2 separate regions of the Sus scrofa genome follow, and region 1 is linked to region 2. The links are chromatin contacts, called in public Hi-C maps. All regions are on one chromosome and are shown on one strand. Each heading gives the region's core, a stretch centred on a gene start, on an enhancer-like site or on the middle of the called end of the contact. The rest is flanking DNA. Distances are from core to core; before and after follow the strand shown.

Region 1 (4,723 bases), core at 185-2,684, 400 kb after region 2:
TTTCGCCCCACATCTGTTTATCCTCTTATTAACGACACCCTCAGCTTCATTTTTGAATTTTTTTGTGTTTTTAGGGCAGCACCCTCGGCACATGGAAGGTCCCAGACTAGGGATCAAATCGGAGCTGCAGCTGCTGCCTTATACCACAGCCACAGCAATGCAGGATCCGAGCCACATCGGAGATGTAGTCACAACTTGTGGCAGCACTGGATCCTTAACCCACTGAGCGGGGCCAGGGATCAAACCTGCGTCCTCATGGATGCTAGTCAGCGTCTCAGCCCCCTAAACCACAACAGGAGCTCCCTGTCTTTATATTTTTAAGTGTTTTGGGAGAACCCCAATATACTCAAGCCTACCGTATCTTACTTAGATGCGTCTAAATATTTTGTGTAGCCTTTGGCTTTCAGCAACTCAATGCATGATATTATTCAGTTAAGCATTTTTTTTAAACATAAGGATTTTTTTTCTTCTCTTTTATAACCAAAAGTCCCAGGTGGCTGTTTATTTGGCGTCTGAGGCCTCTCACTCTTCGTGCATAACACAAATTCCTCTTCACACCCCACATCATGTTCTTAAAATTTATTTGGTTCCTAAATGTCTATTTTCCTGTGACAGGTCTTTAATTCTATTCTGGATAATATTTTAATTTGCAACTTAATTTAGCTTTTTCATAACTTTGCAAGGTTTTTTTTTTTAAATCGATGATAAGCTCTAGGTATAAAATAAAATTATTTTATTCGTGTTTATAGTCTCACACAACCTAGTAGAATTCTGTCCATTACATGGGCATTTATTCTTTTCTCATCGCTGTATGAGTGCAATAAAAATGATCATGAACGAAGATGAACACGTCTCCACAGCCCTGCTCCAAAGACTAGCTGAAGACATGTTTCTTGACTTCGAAGTATTAACACACTGGTTTTAGAATAATATTAATTATTTTCTTTGAGGCACAAGTCAGCGAAAGCAATAAACACGTAAGTAATTTTTCTCCAAGTGTCTAAACTCTAAGCACATACGTTCTCTGAAAGCATATGATACTGTGTGAGGCCTTTACACGCCCCATCCATCCTCTGTACAAACACCTGCACAGCAACGGAAGTTTCTGGGTAAATTCAGGGTTCCACAGCTTGCCTGCCATCTCGACTGGGAAATCATCTGGCTATTATTTATCTTCATAAATAAGAAGAATTTATAAAGATTTACTATTTATTTTTGCAACTCTTTAAGAACAAAGTTTCTGAGACTATGTATTAGGACCTTCAAATCGAGATACAAAAGCAAACAGTAACTTTCACAGGAAACTTATCAGACGAACATGGTCATAAATGTGGTAAAAAAAAAAAAAAAGAAAAGAAACCTGCAACCATAGCAACCAGCAAACAGTGACAACAATGCCTCAAACTTTGTCCACCAGCTCCACCACACGGCCCTGTGAGAACTGACAGGTTATACTCAAAGGGAAAAGAAACTTGCCAAATATTTTCAAATACTTACTCATGGTGCATTGAATGTCTCATGGCCAAAGATAAAAAATAAGAATTTTGAAAGATAGTAAGAAGAAACAGCTTTTAGGAAGAACTAATGTGTCCCTTGGTTTTGTTGTAAGTTTAAGAGGTTATAAGAAGACCGGAGGTTCACACACACACACCCTCCCCCGGAAAACCAATGTCAAGATAAACTAACTCTGAATTTTAAACCAAATTTTTTTCTGCAGAATACTCTGCAATATTATTTTACAGTTTACCAGGTTGGATTGAAAGTTCATGGTTTGTTTCGTTCTACCCAGTATCTATTTTATGCAGCGGTCTTGTTCCACACACATCATCCCATCATTTCCAAAAATATCGAAAGATAGACAAACGGTCACCTCTTTCTAAATCTAAGAAGAGTTTAACAATGAGATTATTTCTTCAATTTCACTTTCTCATCTCCTCCCGCTCTTTGGCCTGTGCCCTCAAGTTGGAGAAAACCAGTGTACCTGAAAAAAATTAAAATTAATAAATTATCCGAAGCTGACCTGATTAATGAAAAGAGGGGGACGGACAGCTTGCGAGGGGTTCGCCTGCCCATCACAGGAGAAGGAAAACAAAGGTAGAAAGAGCGGAGGCAGGGAGGGCCCGTCCAGGCTCCCAGACCTGAGTTCCCATGTCTTCTGGGGTCTCCGGTCTAAGCTACTAGCACTGCGATGGGACTCGAGTACCTGCCCTGAGCTCACCCACTGACCCCAGGAAGACACAGCACGTCTGCTCACAGACACCAAGCAAGGCAGTTCCCGGAAGCCGCGAGGTACCTGCAACGCCGGGGGGGCTGCCGAAACCAACAGCATCACCCAAGATGGTTCTGAAGGGGTCGAGCCATTTAAGCAGATCTGCTTCCAATCCTGCTTCACCAGATGAGTTCCTAAACCCGCCAAGTGTAAACTGTGTTACCGACTATTGGTAACCAGATGCCCCCAGCCCGACGGGTGGTGCTCCCCAATTCTATCTATGGATTGCAGACCACAGCTCGTGCCACGCCTCTCTGGAGGCGAGGTTGGGCTTCCTTCCTTGGGCAGATGGGAGGACACCAACTCAGGCAGCATTTGCCCCCATCCCAGGAGATGCCATCGGGGAACCATGACGACACTCCGGATAGCAGGACTTTTTCACGGCTTCGCCCCTGCAGGGCACTGACTATTGCCAACAGGGAGCTGGCAGGTGACGGTGGCTCTCCTTGACCCTGGCACCAAGGTGGTGTCTGCAGGGTGGGGGGCCCATCCGATTGTGTTGGAGGTACAGCTACCGCATCCTTAAGTAGCTCACATCCTCGGGGCGACTTGCCAATAAGGAGACAATGACCCCTGCCTGCCACGGAGCACTCACCGCCGCCCGTCCTCGTCGGCTCTGTGTGCGCAGACACGTTTAGTGCCCGGCAAGACCCGTGCGCGGCAAGTGCTGTTAGGCTCACCCTCCTCTGCGTGGAGAAACCCGGACCTGGAGGCCCGGGATCCCGCGTCCAGGAGTGACTGGAACCCAGTCGGTGACTGTGGGGCTCCCCCGAGGATGAGGCTCTCTACAAAAGCAAGTCTGAAGTTCATACCTCGAGGTAACACATCCTTGGCCCCAGCGTTGGGGAAGGCAGGGCGTGTACAGGTGCCGCTCCAGGATGTACCTGCAACCGCAGAAGGAGGGTCACGCCTTGTCTGCGTCAAACTCTGGGCACAGCAAGGTGAGAATTTCTTACACTAAGAGTCCCATCTCCTCCTCACGAGCTGACTGCAGGAGCTACGAATCCGGCCCCGAGGACGGCGCAGAAAGCGTCCCCAGTTCATGTCTGCACGGTTCATCGCCCAAGAGCAGGCCGACGTGGAGCACCTGCCAGAAGTCGGCTGGGCTTCCCACCGTGTCTCATTCCATCTTCGCGACCCTGCAGGGTCCGTATGATCATTTAAGACATGGAAAGGCGTCTTCACCTGCAAAGGTGAAGACAGGAGGCTGCAAGTCCCAGGTCCTGAATTAAGTCCCAGCGAAGCCGACCTTCAAATCCACTTTGGGGAGATTTGTCCCATTTTATTCCAACGTTGAGACTTATGCTTTTTCCGTGATGATGCATGACGCGTCCAGGATGTGCCCTCACCCTCTTGTGCTCAGCCCCGCCGCCCAGAGGTACGGCGAGCGCAGGCCCTTCCATGTTCCAGCAAGAGGCGTTGTCGCAAGAGGCCATGCCCAGTGGGTGGCATGGGCACAGTGGCTGACTCAGCCGGACCCTGTGTGCGGCCACCCTTTGCTGCACTCAAACCATCACCCAGAGATGCTAGTGCTTTCCAGTGGCAGAATTTCAATCCATAAGCAATCAATAACTGCCGCAGAATCCCATGACAACTGCTGACTTTTCCATCAGAAATGTCCCCGGATCCACATTCTGTGCCATCCAACCCCAGACAGAGATGATACCCCCGGATTCACTTCTGGCATGAACAGCGTGATGGGCAGGTGGCTGAGAAGGCTGAGTGTGTGCTGGTTTCCTTGCAAAGGCGTCTGGACCCTCTGTGCCCAGGCCTTCACATGTCTCTCTTGAACCAAGGTTAACTCTCGACCCCCACGGCCTCTCGCAGGAGGGCCGGGCTCTTCATAACCACCCGTCACCTGCTCTCAGGGTCTCTCCCGCTGCCTCAATGAGCCCAACAACTTCCAGACAGGACTGCATTCGAATGAGTTTTCATCTCCTCTGAAGTCATCATTTGATCACCAACTTTTTTTTCTTTTTTTTAATTATTATTATTTTTTAATGGTCATTTCCCCAATGCCTTTTTTTTCTGCTGTACAGCATGGTGACCCCGTTACACCTGTACACATTCTATTTTCGCACGTTATCCTGCTCCAACCTAAGTGACTAGACAGAGTTCCCAGTGCTACACAGCAGGATCTCATTGCTCATCCATTCCCAAGGCAACAGTTTGCATCTACTCACCCCAAGCTCCCCGACCACCCCACTCCCTCCCCCTCCCCCTTGGCAACCGCCCGTCTATTCTGCAGGTCCCTGAGTTTCTCCTCCGTGATTGCCAACTTTCTGATCTTTACGAGGCACCTAAGTTTTCTAGTTTCAGAGAAGCACATGCTTGGAGAAGGGCCTTAATTTTTTCATCGTAACATTTAATTCTCACTTTACCCTTCACTTGCCTTTAACGAGGCATTTGATTTCTTTTCAAAACACATTAAAGCGTCCGTCCCGTCCCGGAAGT
Region 2 (4,806 bases), core at 918-3,417:
CCCCCAGTCCTCAGTCCCCAAGGCCTGAAGTGGTGAGGTCTTCGCGGAGCTCTTGGCACTTTCCCTGAAGGCTGTGGGGTGTCAATCCTGGTTTTCCGGTCAGGTTCCAGCGAAGGCAATGCCTTTCTGACTTGTTCCACTTCCCCTGCCGTCGTGTCGGACACGATGCTCTCCTCCCTCTCTCCTGCGTGGTTCTGCCGAGCGGCTTGTGGGCTGGGAGCTGTGCCAGCCTCCTTTTTAACAGGTGAAAAGCGCTTCTAAGCCCTCGGGCGCTGCGGGGCTGGGCTCCGTCACCGATCGGCCTTGGGTCTGGCAGTTGGGGACCTCCCGTGGTCTGGTCTCCCGCCGGCCTGCTCCCCCCGCCCCGTGATGTGCCTAGGCGGCATGTCTTTGGCTGAGCTCAGCCCACTGATGACCCCCAGTCTGGTGGGGGTGCACCCCCGCTGACCAGGACGCCGGGGACGCGCAGAGATGGGGCGCCAGGCGTCTGGGGCTCCGCGGTACCTGACTGCGTGGCGGAAGGCGGGCAGGCTCGTGCCAAGGTCGCGGTGAGGACACCCAGGCCCCGGCTCTTTCTGTGTTCAACAGGCCGTCTTGGCGCTGGCCCTGTTGGCGGGACTGCCCGCCTGGGGGCTCCTGCCACCCCCTTCAGGCCTTTATCTCCGGGTGTCACTGTCACAGCAGCCCCGTACCTCACTGTCGTCAGTGGGCTCAGATTCTAGGCAGTGGCATCGGCAGGCATTTGCAGCACCTGTTTGTGTATGAAGACTGGTCAGCTGACTTTAGCGGTGGATGTAAAAGCCTCTTTTTTTGTGGCCGAAACCGCGTCGTTTCAGCCCTTTCCTGCCGTGATCTGCCTCCCCTCTGGGCGTGGGCGGCATGACTCTGGTCCCTCCTCCTCCGCCTTGGTCCAGGCTCACACAGGCCCTTCCTCTTCGTCTCCTCCTACACAGCTTGGACCAGGTTGCAGCATTTAACGGACTTTTCTAGGTTTCCAGAGTAATAGACTGATGTCTACAGTGAGGGATGCACAGCTCGTTCCTCTCACACCCTCGGGTGTCCGCCCCTCGCAAAGGTCTCTGCAGGCCGAGCGCCAAGCCTGCCTCCTGTTTGCAGAGTCTACCTCGCCACCCCCCGCCCTGCCCGGCATGCGCATGTCAGGTTGCATTCCAACCTGGGGTTCGGGGCTGCCATCCAGCCTAAAGCGCCCCCAGGAGGGCGGGTACTGAAGTGGCTGAGCCCCCCGAAGGAGAAGTGACGCTACCTTCCCAGGCCCAGGGGACAAGCCACCCCAGGGCCCAGGCCATCCCCTCACGGCGCTGGGGTTTAATATTCCCAGGCTCACAGAGGAGATGGTGGGGAATCAGCGTTTGACCACCTTCTCCTAAACTCTGCTTGCAGACTCGGGATTGGAACCTACGAAGGCTTCCCAAATGCTGACCCAGCCCTGCACCAAGCCGGCCCTGCACCAAGCCGGCTGCCAGAACCTCCCAGGAGCCGGTTTCGATAGAGAGGCGTCGCTGTGCCGCAGAAGAACCAGCACAGTTTTGGGTGAGTCTGAAAGCCTTGAACTTCATTTGTAGTAACCAGCTCTCTGGTGCACGCCGGCCACGCTGCTCTCAGACGCCCTCAGTCTGTCCCCTTGGGCTCCCTCCCTCCGGACAAACAAGTGATGAGATGAGAGCAGCACGTCTGAAGGTCCAGTGCAAGTCAGTGCCCGGGAGACAGTGTTTCGGAGACTGGCTGCACGACTGTCCTTCCCTCAGCCAGGACGGCCCCCAGGTTTGAAGGGCGTGTCCCCGTCCGTGACTGCTTACCGAGGGACCCTCTGTGACCGGCTTTCTGGGGAAGGTCAGAGGCAAATGACCCCACCCAAGGCTGTCTACGAGGGAGACCAAGCTGCATGTAGACAGTTCCAGGCTAATAAAAACTGATCATAAATTCCAAGTTATGGCCACGGATCCTCGGCGGGGACCAGAACCGGGGAGAAGTGGCAAACGGCAGGCAGAGAGCTGGGGACGGTGTCCCATGGTGTAAAGCATTAAGCCTGGAAGTGGGAGTCGGGTTTGGAAAGTCGCCTGGCAGGGAGGGTCGCGGGATGAGGATGAGGAGGGCGCCGGAGGCGTTGAGATGCTGCGTGGTGGGCACTCGATTCCAGGGCACTGGGGCTCCTTGGAGATGAACAGACACTCTCAGGGCTTCTCGTGGATGACGCCCTGGACGCTTGTGGGAGGGCGAGGCCAGGACGGGAGGCTGAGCCGTGCGGGAGGCTGCCGGCCTGGAGGTGGCAGGTCAGGGGCAGAGGGTGGGCTGGGCGGGTGAGGGAGGTGGCACGGCAGCCACAGAGGACTCGACCCAGGAGGCCCCCTGGCCTCCCTACGCTTAGGGCCCGGCAACACGTCACTCCTCCCCGCCGTGGGTCAGGCCGGTTTGGGAAGCGAAACACTTACTTTATTCTCCCTTGAAAACAAACTCTACATCATGGATCTGCCGCTAAAAAATGTTTGTGCTAAATTCCTGCTTCCAAGCCAGTGCCTGTGACTCAGATGGTGTGCATTTCAAAATTCTCTCAACATAATTTCACATAAAAAAGAAACATCTTACGTTGGGCCAACTCTGCTAAAACCAACTGCCTTGTATCAGTAGTACATAGCTGGATTGATTCATGGCACACAGCTTCAAAGACCTGGATAAGCATCTTTGTTTGCAAATTCCTTATTAACGTGGAGATAAATGTTACCATAAATTGAACTTTCATATTATGAGCTAAATTTGGGGGCGTTCAAGTTCATTTCCAGAATATTCGACAGCATGACTGTACGGGCAGCACGGCTCTTTCCCAGTTGGACGCAGTTGGGGGTTTTTTTTCTCCTTTTTCTTTAAGCGAGATGATAAACACTTAACAAGAAGATGGAGCTTGTGGAGAGGGGCCAGCAGAGAATGGCATCCTACGGATGGAATTCCACTTCAGACGCTGTGCTGGAGAGAAGCCCTCCTCGCGGGCTCCTCTGCCTTCTGATGATGCCGTTAAAACTGTGAAAACAGAGAAAGCCAAGTGTGTGGTCTTTGGCAATTTCGTAATCGTCTGTGCAGGAGACGGAGGGGTGGTTTGCTGGAAAAAGTGATAAGCTCTCTCTTTACGGTGACAGAAAACAGTTGCAGTTCAAGGATGCCAAGGGTCCCGCGGCCCCCCTTCGGCAGCCCGTGAGGCGACTGCCCCGTCCAGGTGCTGCTCTGGATGAAGGCCTTGGGAAGCGCCCCCCAGAGACGTCCTGAGGCCAGGGCTGCTGTCAGCCGGAAAAACGTGTAGAAATTAGCACGAGCAGGCTCAGAGGACCAGGCGCAGGGTTCTCCTTGCGGGGAACCTGCCGCGGGTTTCCTAGAGCGCCTGCGAAGCCTCCGCCTTCGACCAGCAGGTGCGAGGTCTGCCCCGGGTTTCTCTAACAGAGCTGGAGGGACCCTCTGCAGACTCGTTACTATTACTGGTGTCGTTGGGGTTTCCCCGGGAAGTGTCAGGCCGGCTAAAGCGGAGGCCCCTCTCCGAGGGCCGGCTTAGAACGACACAGCTCTTGAGGAAGTGGTCGTGCTTACAGTATGCCAGGCGAGCGCTCCCGCCTTTCAAACAGGTTTTCCCGAGGTGGGTTTTTCTCATGTCACGGGGGTAGCTCCTTGTACGCAGCAGGGCCTCTGTTTGTGGGAGGGTGCGTAGCAGACACCTGCAGGGAGCGGATGGCTGGTCAGCGTGTCTGCTGGGTCAGTTCAAGGCTCCTTTCTGAGCACAGCGCCAGGCCCCGGTCGCCCCCTGCAGAAAAGACCAGCCAGTCCCGAGAGCCCACAGCCTGGGGGGGCGCAGACGTTAGCAGAGAGCGGGGTCCGTGCCCCGGGCGGCGTGGAGCGGAGTCCTGCATGAGGTGCCCTGGGTGGCTGGGCATCTGGGGCACGCGGTTTGACTGCATCAGGCCACCTCCCATGACGCGGGAGGCAAGTGGCGCAGGCGTCTCCAGCTGCCCCGACTGTCCCGCTCTGTGTCCCCGCACCGCAGGCCCCGCCTGCCTGACAAGACCTTTCCCGCTGCAGAATTTCCAGCCATTTGTCCCGCGTTCCCGAAGCGCAGTGGCCTGTCCAACCTGGGCCTCCAATCCTGACTCTTCGGAGACCCTCCAGGCTGAAAGATTTCCTGAAAGTGAATTGCGCCGAAACTGACCGCAGCTGCCGCCACGTGAGGCCTGCTTTGTCCCCGGCTTCTGGGTTGCTGCTGGTCTGACTCTGGAGGCGAATTCTTCACCAGCCCTGGGAAATTGCCAACAGGTCCCACCCATCCGCCCGAGCCTCCTGAGGCCCATCACGCTTCTCCACCTGGGGTTTGGGGTTCTCTGGCTGACGAACAAGGAAAGCCCCCTCCCCAGGAAGCTGGCTCAGAGAGTCAGTCCCTTGCGAGGTCACCCAGGGGTCGGGAGCCTTGCGTCTGAGGTCCGCAAGCCCGTGGCTGCGCCTCAGCAGAAGTGGTGGTGGTGGAGCTGAGGCTGGGCACCCAGGCTGGGGAGGGAGGTGGTTGTCGCTGCCTCCTGACTGTGCAGTGAGTGGGACGAGGTGACCGCCCTGGGGGTGGAGGATGGTGGCGCTTGGCTGTGGCATCACCAGACCGGCACGTGGGGGCAGGAAGGAGCCGCCCATCAGGATGCCCTGGAAGCGTTCCCATTTCAGATTCTTCTGCTTCCAGCTGGGGAGCCGGCAGCTTCCTCCTCGATCCTGGCCAGGCCTCCTTGATGCTGGTGGGGCTGTGATGGTGTTTGGTGGTTGAGGCCC

What was found. Hi-C and Micro-C count contacts between places; a contact is called where the count stands out from the background.
Region 1: a contact with region 2 is called in a Hi-C map of embryonic fibroblasts, with 3 times the contacts expected there. The contact joins two enhancer-like sites. A contact is called at or near these places in 1 of 47 Hi-C or Micro-C datasets (embryonic fibroblasts) and 1 of 2 datasets of contacts at active chromatin or transcription factors (skeletal muscle).

The regions. Positions count from the first base shown.
Region 1 is chr11:2,223,942-2,228,664 of Sscrofa11.1, forward strand. All of the region lies in intron 2 of LOC110255792 (a long non-coding RNA gene), which reads right to left. Among named protein-coding and RNA genes, the nearest start is that of SGCG, 84 kb to the right of the region's middle. Within about 2 kb of position 1,435, at least 7 of the 83 cell types and tissues checked have an H3K27ac peak or open chromatin away from gene starts, as enhancers often do. A contact at or near this core is called in embryonic fibroblasts, where this site is marked.
Region 2 is chr11:1,819,059-1,823,864 of Sscrofa11.1, forward strand. It overlaps LOC110255791 (a long non-coding RNA gene), which reads left to right. Exons shown (of 3, transcript XR_002336604.1): 2 at 1,402-1,551. Among named protein-coding and RNA genes, the nearest start is that of FGF9, 270 kb to the left of the region's middle. Within about 2 kb of position 2,168, at least 14 of the 83 cell types and tissues checked have an H3K27ac peak or open chromatin away from gene starts, as enhancers often do. A contact at or near this core is called in embryonic fibroblasts, where this site is marked.